Regions from separate parts of the Oryctolagus cuniculus genome. Here region 2 is linked to region 1. Evidence: chromatin contacts called from public Micro-C data. All regions are on one chromosome and are shown on one strand. The core of a region is the stretch at or near the end of the contact, and the rest is flanking DNA. Distances in the headings are between cores, read along the strand shown. Region 1 overlaps RPTOR (regulatory associated protein of MTOR complex 1). Region 2 overlaps RPTOR (regulatory associated protein of MTOR complex 1).

Region 1 (6,316 bases), core at 2,747-5,246:
GCGTGTGCACACATGCACGCAGACACATGTGTGCGCCCAGACACACGCACCCACAGAGACACACATGTGCACACACATCTGCATGCGCGGACACACGCACACAGCACCGGGGGGGGGGGACCGCAGGTGGCCCCCGAGGTCTCGACCGTCGCGGCGGGGTCCCTTCCGGGAAACGCCCATCCCCGCGCGGCTGTCCGGCCGCCCCGCGGGCAGCGGCCTCCCTCGGGGTCCGCCCGGGCCCAGGACGCGACTCCCCGCGGAGCCCCCACGCCTTCCTGCGCCCTGGGGCTGCGCTCGGGGCCCCCATGGCCAGCTGAGGCCGCTCCCCGAGCCCACGCGCCCCGCCCACGTCCCCGGCACCACGACGCGCGCGGGGGACGCGTGGGCTCCGTGAGGAACGCACGCACCTGCAGCCCCGCACAGACGGACGCGGGAGCGTTTCCGTCGGCCTTGTTCGCGCGAGACGGGCGGGGAGACCCCCACGGAGAGTGGACGGGGGCTGCAGCTGCCCCAGGGGTCTCGGGTGGGGTCAGGTTCAGATGGAGGCTGTAGGGGGCGGGGCAGAGAATAAGAGGGGCCCAAGGAACATTCTGGAATAAGACAACGGTCAAGGCCAATTCTCAACATCTGATGCCGGCGCACGGCTGTGGGCGTCGGAGGGGACCCGCTCGCCTGGGGCTCGACCTGGGCCCGCTGACCCTGGACGGACGGCGACCCCGCCCGGAGGGCCGGGAAAGGCGGGGGGCACGGGCGGCCCAGCGAGCTGACCCCCGCCCTCCAGGTCCCTGCGCGGCCGGCCCGGCGGCGACCTTCGCGACAACCACGCGGTGGCGCTGCAGGACCGCGGACGCCGGGCGGACCCCACGTCCCCCACACCGGCGGGAGGGCCCGGCGGAGCCTGGCGGTCGGGCAGCGGCTCCCGGGGTCCTCGGTGGGACCCGCCTGGGCGCGGTGAGGCCGCCCGCTCGCCTCGGCACCTGCCCCGGTGTGCGGGCGGCGGGGAGCGGGTGGTGGTCGGTGATGGCGGCTCGTGAGTCCCGGTGAGAGCAGGCGGAGGTGCGCTGGGGCCCCAGCACCCCGTGCGTTTCACGGGGGGACCGAGGTGGGGCCGCAGGGGCCGCTGGCCACCGCGGACTCGGAGCCGAGAGCTTGCAGGGCCCTGGAGGGGACCTGGCTGTGGCTGGGGTTGTGCGCGGCCCTGGGCTGGTGTGGGGAGGGGTGAGAAGGCCTTGGGGCGCAGGGGGTCCCGGCAGGGGAGGTGCCAGCCCAGCCTCACTCTGTGGGGGCCACCTGCCTCTCCCATCTCCCACGGAGCGGTCTCCCTACCCCGCGGAGAATCCAGGGGTCAGGGTGAGCCCTGGGGTGCAGCAGGTCAAGCTGCTGTGTGCGATGCCCCCACCCCATGTGGGCGCCGGTTCGATTCCCGGCTGCTCCACTTCGACCCAGCTCTCTGCTGTGGCCTGGGAAAGCAGGGGACGATGGCCCAAGTGCTTGGGCCCCTGCACCCGCGTGGGAGACCCGAGTGAGCTCCTGGCTTTGGCCTGGCCTTTGCGGCCATCTGGGGAGGGACCCAGTGGATGGAAGACCTCTGTCTCTCTGTAAATTGCCTTTCAAATAAAATAAAATTTAAAAAGGACCTTCCTCTCAAATAAAATAAATAAATGAATCTTAAAACCAAAGCGCAGGAGCCTCCACCGCCTGTGTTGTAGCTTCTCACCCCTGCTGAGTCGGCCTGCTTGGCTGCAGGTGGCTGGGGTCTGAGGCCCCCCCGGCCCCGCAGTCCGGCGAGGGGCGAGGCTGGGCTCAGAGCCCAGGTCCGGAGGAGGCCGCCCCACCCCACTCCAGGGCAGGTGCAGCCCGTCCCCGCAGCTGGGGGTCTCTCTGGGGGCCCTGGAGCTGTGGTCTTTGCGGCCTGGGCCTCAGCGGTGCCCTGGGGAGGGGTTTGGCTGTACCGCACCCAGCACCTGGCGCACCGACACCCCCCCCCCCCGTCTCCACATGCTGGGTGCAGGGAGGCCTCACCCAAGTTCTGGGTCCTCAGTCTGCCCTCACCCCCGGGGCCCGCCTGGCTCCCACCCTGCTCCCCGCCTCCCCCAGCAGCTGTGAGGTCCCTGGGGCAGGCCGCTCTGCTGGCCCCATGGCCTCTGCCCCCAGTGCTGGCCTCTTCCGCGGAGGCGTCTCCTGGCTGGCGGCGAGCCGTGTGTGGGGAGGGAGAAGCCCCCGCCCGGGCACGGGGGCCCTGGGGGAGGGGCTGTGGAGCACGCGGGCCTTGGGGACACAAAGCCTGGCCCCCAGCTGGGGCCAAGGAGGCCTGTGCTTCAGGGCTGTGGTCAGCGTCCCCAGGGCCTCTCTGATCCCCTGGACGCACTGCAGAGGTGCGACCGGCTGCAGGCGCGGGTGGCAGACACCAACACACGCCTCCCTGAGCCCCTGCCAGAGCCCCCGCCCACGCCACGGGCCCTCCCCAGGGCCGTCTGCCGGAATCCGGGCAGGGGACGGTGACGGACACGTGGAGGTGGAGGCGACCACGGCCCCAGGCACAGCGAGGCAGTCATGGGTTCCTGGATGGGGACGTGACAGCGTCTTCGAGCCAGGCCCTTCCCACACCGGGGAGGGGATGCCCAGGCCCCACTGCGGAGAGGCGGCTACCCGTCCCCTGTTGGCTCTGTGCTCGGCAGGACGGCCACGACCGCCTGTCCCTGCGTGTCCCCAGGGCTGCCCGTGTGGCTGAGGGGTGGCTGGACCACGGCCCTGGCTGCAGCCGCCCCAGCCTGCCCCTCGTTTTTATGACCTCTCAATTTGTTCGCAAGTCCTGGTGACAGAAAAAAACCGATGCTAATAGGAAAAAGATTACTCTCAACAAGGCTCGGCCAGCACAGCCCTGGAGATGCCAGGGGTCCTCCATGTTGCAAACAAACCGGAATTTAATAATTCCAGCCATTAGGCCTCCGGTTCCCATGGCAACTGCTGCCTCCCGCCTTCCAGGCCAGGGCGGGAGGGCTGGGCACCGATTCCGGTCCTCATGCATCCGCCCCCGGCAGCCAGTGCCTGGGACCTGCTGCTGGGGGCTGCAGCGGCCCCCTGGCCCCAAGGGGCAAGGGACACCGGGCACCGTGGCCAACCTGCCACACCACAGGGCTCTGCAGGCTGGAAAACAAGGTGTGTGAGGTGTGCCTTTGGGGGCTGGCCCCTCTGACCCAGCCCCAGCCCACGCCGGCATCCTGCTGGGCCCCAGCACCGGGTGTGGGAAGGGCCTTGGCTCGATGAAGCGGTCACGTCCCCATCCGGGACCTGTGACTGCCTCGCTGTGCCTGGCAGGGGCCGAGGCGCTCGCCGGCGGGAGGCGGGGTCAGGCCAGCTGAGGCCCCGTGCCACTGGGGGGGGGCGGGGGGGCGCCTGGGCGGATTCCTCCCTGGCCTTGGGGAGGAGCCAGCCCTGGTGGCAGCCCAGGGACACTTGTATCAGTTTCAGACCCTGGGAGAGTAACTTTGTGTTCTTGGAAAAAAGAAACAAACAGCAAAGTTTGCAACTAAATTTAGTGCGTGTTCTTGGAGAGCTGTCCAGGGAAGGCACTGGGCCCTCGCACTGGTCCCCGGCTGCCGGCCAATGTGACCTTGGCTGCCCACGGCCATGCCAGGCCCCACGGGGCCCGTGCCTGCAGGGAGCAACTGGACAAGGTCTCCGTGGGACTCCCATGGGCCCGCGAGCCCTGCCCGGCCCCTCGGCAGGGGCTGCTCCAGTGGGTGCTCTGCTGGTAACAGATCAGGCTGGGAGTGCGCTTTCAAGCAAGGACACCCTGACACGGGAAGGGCCAGCCGGGCCGGGAGGCCGCGCCACTTCCCACCCAGCTCCCTGCTGGTGCACCTGGGAGGGGAGGGCCCGAGCGCCAGGCCCCGGATGGAGCTCCAGGCTCCTGGCTGCAGCCCGGCCCCGCCCCAGCCCTCGGAGCCATTGGGGAGTGGACCAGCGGCTCCTCCTTCATTCTTTCAAATACACAAATCTTTTTTTTTTTCTGGCACAGAGTTGGGGGCTGGCGCTGGCGCGATCGGGCTAAGCCGGGCTTGTGACAGCTGCTCTGCCTGGGATCCGGCTGCGGCTCAGGCCCCTGGGAGGCCGCGGCGATGGCCCAGGTGCAGGCGCTCGGCCCGCACCCGTGGGAGACCCGGATGGAGCTCCGCCCACCCTGGCTGCTGTGGGTTCAGGGACGAGCAGCAGACGAAGCTGGCACACGACGGGACCGCGCCGGCACTTCTGCACGGGTTTATTTTATGGACAGTTACTGTCGGCCGTTGCTCGTAGCTTCACATTACGATTCCACGTCAGCTTCGTAAATAAATAGAGATAAACAGACCGTGGGTCGCGCTCTCTCGAGCCTCGGGTAACTTCATGATTGGATTCTCGCGTGGGACCTGTGGGGACACAGCGTGCACGCAGGCGGCTCTCGGGCAGAGCAGGGAGGGCTCCGTGCACGCGGCCGAAACGCAGGGTAGGTCAGGGTCAGTGAACCGAGTCAGCCGCGGGGGCAGGCGCTGTCCGTGGGCGGAGCTCGGCTTCCGGAAGGTTCTGGTGTGTCACCAGCTGGGGGCTCTGGGGGCTGGGCTAGGGCGGCCCCGTGGGCAGTCGGGGCTCTCTCTGGCCTTCCTGGCCTGACGTGGGGGCGGGGCTTCATCCGGACACTTCCTGTGGCTGGGAGCACCCCCAGGGGCAGCAGGAAGGTCGCTGTCCACACCGAGCCCTGGCCGGGCCCTGGGACCGACCCAGGCACCGCCGGCCGCAGGGCCCCAGGCAGAGCCACCGTCCCGACGAGGGGACCGCACGTTTGCCACGTCCCACCACGCAGGCCACCTACCGGCAGAGCCAGCCAAGCCCCCGCGCCGCATCTGAATAATCCTGATTCCCAGAGAAAACGGAACACGCGCCTCAGACCGCGTCGGCCGCGTCCGTGTGCAGCGTGGTCGGCCGGGGCTGCTCGTCCACACGCTTCCCTGCTCCACGCGCGCACACGCGATGCACACGCAACGCACACGCGCAGACACGTCCTGATGTCGGCCTCAGCGAGCAGGGCCCAGGGTGTGGCTCAGGCAGGTGCTGTGGGGCCACACGTGTGTGCCCGCGTGCGTGTGCACCGTGAGGCGCAGGCCGGAGGCTCTGTGGGGACCAGCAGCACGTCCGAGGGGGCGGCGGGGTCTCCCGGGACCTGTCCAGGCCGGAGCCCTCTCCTGGTGGCCCCCTGTGGGGAAGGCGCGTGTGGGGGAGGGGCGCCCGCCCAGCACAGGCCGTGGCAACCCCGGGGGACCCCCAGAGGGCGTGGCCCTGGGCACCCCCCCAGTGTCTGGAGCCGTCCACGTGCCCAGGGCTGGGCTCCGCACACGCAGTGGCCGTCGCAGCGTGGGTGTGCTCCCGAGGGGAGGGGAGCCCGGGGGCAGCAGCAGCAGGGCCTGCGTCACGGCGGGCCTCCTCTGTCCGGAGCCGAGCGGCCGCGGAGCGGCGGGCAGCAGCAGCCGGCGCTCCAGGCGAGCGCGGCGGGTCCACTATGTACAGGGCGGCGGGTGCCCGGCCCCGCTATCTCACGCGCTTCTCCACCGAGTACACGGAGATGTAGTAGTCGTTGCTCCCCACGGCCAGGTGAGGCTGCGAGAGGACACAGAGCCGTGAGTGGGCGCCCGGCCCAGCGTGCCCCCCCCGGCCCTGGCAGCTGCCCAGCGTGCCTCCCGACACTGACCCAGCAGTGCCCCAGCGGCCACCCCCAGGCCTGGCAGTGCCCCACCCCCGGCCCAGTGTGTCCCCCAGGGCCTGGCAGTGCTCTCCCCTCGGGCCCAGCGGCTGCCCAGTGTGGCCCCCAGTGTGGACCCAGCGGCCGCCCAGCAAGCCCCCCGACACTGGGCCCAGGCGCTGCCGGCCTCCACGGGCCCTCACTGGGTCTGCACGCGACCCCCCAGGGACTGCTCTGGCAAAGCACCCGGCGCCTCAGCAGAGCCACAGGCAGGCCCCCTCCCCGGTGCCGGGAGGAGCTGGAGGATCCCGTGTCACAGCCGCAGCCCACAGCCATGGAGCCGGCGTACTGAGGACAGGCGCGCGGCCCGTGCTCCCGGGTGCTCCCTCGTTGGGGAGGCTGGGGCGGGGGACGGACGCTTCCCGGGGCTGCATCAGTGCAGGGGCCAAAGGACAGGGCCGTCCACCCCTGGTGCGGGCTTTCCTGCCTGAGTGACAAAGGCCTGGGGGGTCCAGAGAGTGAGGGCGGGGCTGCTGGCCCTGGAGGCAGGCACGCGGGCAGCCCCTGCCTGGTGACCCGGGCCTGGAGTCACGGGCAGCCCCC
Region 2 (5,541 bases), core at 3,013-5,512, 270 kb after region 1:
ACCATCTCCCCCCCCCCCGCGCCACACTCCCAGCCTCAAGCACAGCCCAGGGAGGGCCCCACGCTGCCCGACACTCTGGGTGTTTAGCTGGCACATAGCAGACAGCTACCAGAGGCTCTCAGCTCGGACAGAGCAGCTGCCCACAGGCAGACACAGGTGAGGGCGTGGCAGGGCAGGCCACGCGTGTGGCATGTGTGCTGCACCTCTCCTCCAGGCGGCCATGCACAAACTCAGGAGGCCCAAGCTCCTCTGCTCGGTATCTCAGTGTACAGTGAGCTTAGAGTGCAGTGGGCGAGGTCCCGGGTTTGGGCTAGTTCTGAACATACCCCCCAAAATGCCCACGTTGGACTGTCACCCCAGGTGACAGCATGAGGGGTGAGCTGATCAAGTCACAAGCACGGGGCCCTCAGGGATGGCTCAGGACCTTAGCAAAGGGCTGAGGGGACCCGGCAGGGCCCTCTGTCCCCTCCACCACGTGAGGACAGCCTCTTGGAAAGCGAAGCCAGGCCCGAACCTGTCAACACCGCGATGCCGGGCTGCCCAGTCCCCAGGACTGTGAGAAAGGGATCTCCACGGTCGGTCTCGAGTGCTTTATCAGCGCGACCAACAGCCCGGACAGCCGGGTGGAGGGGCTGCGGCGCGGCAGGTGCCATTATACAGGGACCCCAGCGTCTGTGAATCTCGGTGTGCGTGGACGGTCCTGGGACCGGTGCCCTACGGAAACAAGAGATAACGTGTGCATCTCATCACGGGAGCTGCCCGAGCCTAAGGCCTGAGCACGGCTAAAACCCCCGGTGAACAATCCTGCAGCCACAGGAGGGGCAGGGGCAGGGTCAGATCTACTCCAGCGTGAAGGGAACTGCGTTGGCAGGGGAGGCACAGGCACTGGGCTCACAGCCGGCGCCAGGAAGAGGGAAAGGTGCACATGCAGAGGCGTGCTCCGGCAGGGCACCGGACCCGGCTTGAGGAAGGCAGGCGCCGTGGCGAGGTGGTGCAGGACAAAGTCAGAGTGGGCTCATACAGGAGTCGTCGCTGAACCAGCAAATTCAGCAGGGACCAGGTTCTCAGTGTCAGAAGAGGGGCTTAAAGGGGGGAGAGCCCTGCTGGGCTGTAACAGGGGCACGAGTGTAACACAGGGTTTTTAATATGGACACACAAACACCAGAGACAGCGCATGTACACGGAGCAGCGCGCGCACACACCGCACACAGGCACCCCTCGCTCGGCCCAGGGAGGGCAGCAACACAGCAGCTGCAACAGAAATCCCAGGCTCCCACACCCCAGTTCCAAAGCCACATCCCACAAAGGAACTGGGCTCCTCGGAGAGACGGCTGGTTCTCAGGTGGGACAGAGGAACCAGGTAAGACAGGAAGGAGACAAGAGCTCTGAGAAGCACGGAAGCGAGAGAAGCGGCCACAGCCGCCACAGCGGACGCCGCCCACCCCCTGGAGGCAGGAGGGCTCAGCACCAAATGGTGATGCTGGGTTAGGATCCACGGAGTAGCCAGGAGAGCACGCTCGCAGGAGTCAGCTGGACTGAGGGGAAGCAATCCTGCCGGTCTCGGAGCGAGCCTGCCCGAGCGCGCGGCACTACAGAGCGAACTTCACAGGAAGTCTGGCAGCGCCCACTTCATCTAGCACAAGAAAGAGCTGCAGGCCCTTAATGGGATAAATCAAAGCCACGCGCTGCCTGCGATGACGCCACGGGGAGACAGCAGCTCTCCTCTGTGATGTTCCTGCGAGGAGGCACAACCTCAACTGAACCACAGGACGCCCTGGCGACGTCTGACAAACAGCCCGCAGTCTCCGCAGCGGCGAGCCGGGGGCCGCTCCAGGTCCGGTGAGACAGGCATCGCGGCCGCGCGGCCCGGGCCCAGCTCCCCGTGCTACAAAGGACGCCCCTGGGACAATGAGCAAAGCAGAGCACAGGCCGAGGCGTGCACAGCAGTGAGGGGTGCCCGGACCTCCCCACACTGTCGCCTGCTTTGGGGTCCTGGGAGAGAAAGTCCCACGTGCAGGAAGCACACAGCAAGGCTTCGCTGGCGACAGCAACCACAGCTCTCAGCGAGTCAGAAACACTGCTTAATTCTGTACTTGCATCTTCTGAAACTTTTTTCAAAATAAAAAATAAAACATGGGCTGCTGGACGCCACTCCAAATTTGCTGAATCAAATTAGGATTCCCTTTTTCTCTTTGTAACGTTTTTATAAATTCATTTGAGAGACAGCTGGTTCACTCCCAGAAAGCCCCCAATGACCTGGGGGAGTGGGGAGGGCTGAAGCCAGGAGCTGGCAGTTGGGAATTGTCCCACACGAGTGGCAGGAGTCCAGTCACTTAAGCTCTCACCGCTGCCTCCTGAGACAACGTTAGCAGGAAGTGGAGACGCAGAGAGAGCTGGGGACGGAACCCACGGATATGAGATGCAGGGCCTGGAGTCCTGTCTTACCCACTAGGCCAGACAACCACCCCAGGATTCCGTCTTTTTTTTTTTTTTTTTTTTTTTTTGACAGGCAGAGTGGACAGAGAGAGAGAGAGAGACAGAGAGAAAGGTCTTCCTTTGCCATTGGTTCACCCTCCAATGGCCGCTGCGGCCAGTGCGCTGCGGCCTGCGCACCGCGCTGATCTGATGGCAGGAGCCAGGTGCTTCTCCTGGTCTCCCATGGGGTGCAGGGCCCAAGCACCTGGGCCATCCTCCACTGCACTCCCGGGCCACAGCAGAGGGCTGGCCTGGAAGAGGAGCAACCAGGACAGAATCCGGTGCCCCGACCGGGACTAGAACCCGGTGTGCCGGCACCGCAGGCGGAGGATTAGCCTAGTGAGCCGCGGCGCCAGCCGATTCTCTGTCTTAAAACGCATTGCCACAGCCACCGGCACAGACAGGTTTTCTCAGCATCCAAGCGGCCTTTCAGTGTAGAAGCAGCACACGCCCGCTGAACTCAATGCCCGTGTGAAATTATCACAAACGGTTACATTCCCAAATGGTAGAAAATTTTAAGAACTGCAACACAGGGCTCCTCATTTGCTGAATCCGCACACACAAGCCCTCTCTATTCACATTCACGCCGCGTGCTTCCTGAGAAACGTGCAGGCGGCTTCTGTGGGGGTGGGGGAGCAGTGAGGGTGGGGGTGAAAGAGCCCTTGAGACTCTAATAAGACTGAGGCTCGTAGGCCCGGGATCGGCACGTTGGTGACACCGTACACACATCCCCGAGGACCCAGTGGCCCCAGGAGCACACACAGGATTCTAGGTAGGAAGCCTCATTCTAAAAAAACCTAACGTTAGAGTAGTTAAAGAGGGAGAAAACAGAAAACAATTGATTAAACTCAGCTGTGACAAGCAATAAATGAAGTGGAAACGGTCGGCAGTGCCTAATAAGAAGTCAATTCCAACAGCACGGTCACCAGGGAGAGCAGCGAGCCAAGAGCAAGTCTAACAAAACCGGCCGTGGAAAGCGGCTTCTGTCACCGGACATGGAGGACAAAGGGCCTAAGCTGGGGACAGGAAGCGGTGAGAAAGACGGCCGTCCTAAGATACCCCCAAAGCGCGAGGCAGGCAAATAAAACAGGAAAAATAACTCCTTGCTTCAACTCAGATTAGAATAATCTGTAAATTTTGTTAAAGAAATAAGAGGAGTGGGGGGAGACGGGACTTGGTTTGTGGCACAGCAGGTTAAGCTGCCGCTTGTGCCGGTTCGAATCCCAGCTACTCAGCTTCCTTGTGACCCAGCTCCCTGCTAACACACCAAGGAGACAGCAGATGACAGGCCAAGTGCTGGGGCCCGACGCCCGTCTGGGAGGCCAGGAGGGAGCTCCAGGCTCCTGGTTGACCCTAGACCAGCCCCGGCTGTTGCAGCCATCTGGGAAGTGAATCAGCAGGATGCAAGATCAATCTCGCTCTTGCTCTCTATATGCCTTTCAAATAAATAAATAAATCTGTTTTGAAAGGTGGGGGTGTGTGGGGCTTCTGCTTAGGACCTAGAAAGCTGACGGGACATGACTGAGAGTGTTGTGGCGACAATTTCTCTTGTGCTCGGCAGAGCCAAGACTGCAGGGCAGCCAAGCAAACGGAGTTCCCCGAGACAAGACCCAGCAGACACACAGCACTGCCTCCACCCCGGGAAGATACGAGAAAGCAGCTAAAACGGCGCTGAGAGCTCAGAGCCCACTTTGGGAGCCAGGGTTCCAGCGTAAAGGAAACTCACTGGGTGTCTGCGAGAAACCACGAGGGGGGGGGGGGGGCGCTCCCCTTGGCAGCACAGGAGAGGGAGAGCGGCGAGCCCCACCTGTCCCTGCAGGTCTCTCCTGGAGCCGAAGCCAGAGAAGGCCTAGGCTGGGATGGCTGGGATGGCTGGGATGGCTGGGACAGAAAACGTCCGGAGCACAGAATTCTGACTGACGCCAGGCTGAGGTCAGCCACGGCCGGGCAGGTGCAAACACTGCAACCCCATCTCCTGCAGGGCCTGGACCGGGGCCGACCAGGGCCACAGACAAGGCCGCTCCTCTGGGAGCCCGGCACGCAGCACCAGCAGTGGAAGTGCAAGGGCAGGGCGCCACGCCGCGGGACAGGTGAGCAGGTGGACAGCGGCCCCAGGAGACCATGGCATGCTGCACCCACTCCAAACACACAAGGGCACTGGTTCTCTGAGCAGGCTGGCCAGGGTGTGCTGTCGATGGTCCAACCAAACCCAGATCCAGGCACAGCCATGAGGGTGCTCAGGAGACGTGGGTAATGCCTACAATCGGAGGACCTGATGCAGACTGGTATCTCAGTGAACTACACCTCACACCCGCTGTGGACCAGCGTCCGCAGAAGCCAGGCCGGGCGGGGCATCTTCATGCCATGAAGCCCTCTACAGTCAGCTTTGCAGATCCAGTGAGGTTCCCAGCAGCCTGCCTGTGACCCAAGAAGCACACGCTGGGCCTGAAGAAGCGAGCTTCACACTGCAGCCCTTACAGAGACGAGCACTAGCACTCTGCTGGCCTCCCGGAAGACAACAGTGAGTGTGCTGTGCCGTCACCGACATCGCATCACCACTCTGGCCAGGCGCCCTTCCTTGTCCAGCGGTTGGATGCCGGCACATAATCTGTCCTGTGTAAACCAGGGCAGTGCACTGCCCGGTCTGTGAGTGAGAATGAAGCCTGGACAGAGGCCTGCACAGCTGGTACAGTCATCAGGGAAGTGGACCAATGGGTAGAAGATCAGCCCCCCCCCACCGTGTGTGTGTGTGTGTGTGTGTGTGTGTGTGTGACTCTACCGCTTAAGTAGATAAAAAAAAAACCTACTTTTTTTTTTAATGTCCAGACTATGGGGCCAACACTGTGGCACAGGGGGTTAAGCCACCGCCTGCAGTGCCAGCATCCCATATGCACACTGGTTTTAATCCTAGTTTTTCCGCTTCTGATCCAGCTCCCTGCTAATGCTCCCAGGAAGGCAGCGGAAGGTGACCCGAATACCTGGGCCCCTGCACCCTTGTGGGAGACCCAGATGAAGCTCCTAGTTCCAGGCTTCAGTCTGGTCCAGCCCCAGGCATTGCGGCCATCT

Evidence for each region. A called contact is a pair of places that touch in the nucleus more often than the background predicts.
Region 2: a contact with region 1 is called in a Micro-C map of ear pinna, with 7 times the contacts expected there. The contact joins two enhancer-like sites. A contact is called at or near these places in 3 of 6 Hi-C or Micro-C datasets (ear pinna, psoas muscle and an unstated tissue).

The regions. Positions count from the first base shown.
Region 1 is chr17:1,492,360-1,498,675 of mOryCun1.1, forward strand. It overlaps RPTOR (regulatory associated protein of MTOR complex 1), which reads right to left. Exons shown (of 34, transcript XM_070060172.1): 34 at 4,246-5,631. The coding sequence ends at 5,563. Among named protein-coding and RNA genes, the nearest start is that of CHMP6, 5.2 kb to the left of the region's middle. Within about 2 kb of position 3,997, at least 4 of the 8 cell types and tissues checked have an H3K27ac peak or open chromatin away from gene starts, as enhancers often do.
Region 2 is chr17:1,762,264-1,767,804 of mOryCun1.1, forward strand. The region is part of intron 2 of RPTOR (regulatory associated protein of MTOR complex 1); the gene reads right to left. Among named protein-coding and RNA genes, the nearest start is that of RPTOR, 74 kb to the right of the region's middle. Within about 2 kb of position 4,263, at least 3 of the 8 cell types and tissues checked have an H3K27ac peak or open chromatin away from gene starts, as enhancers often do.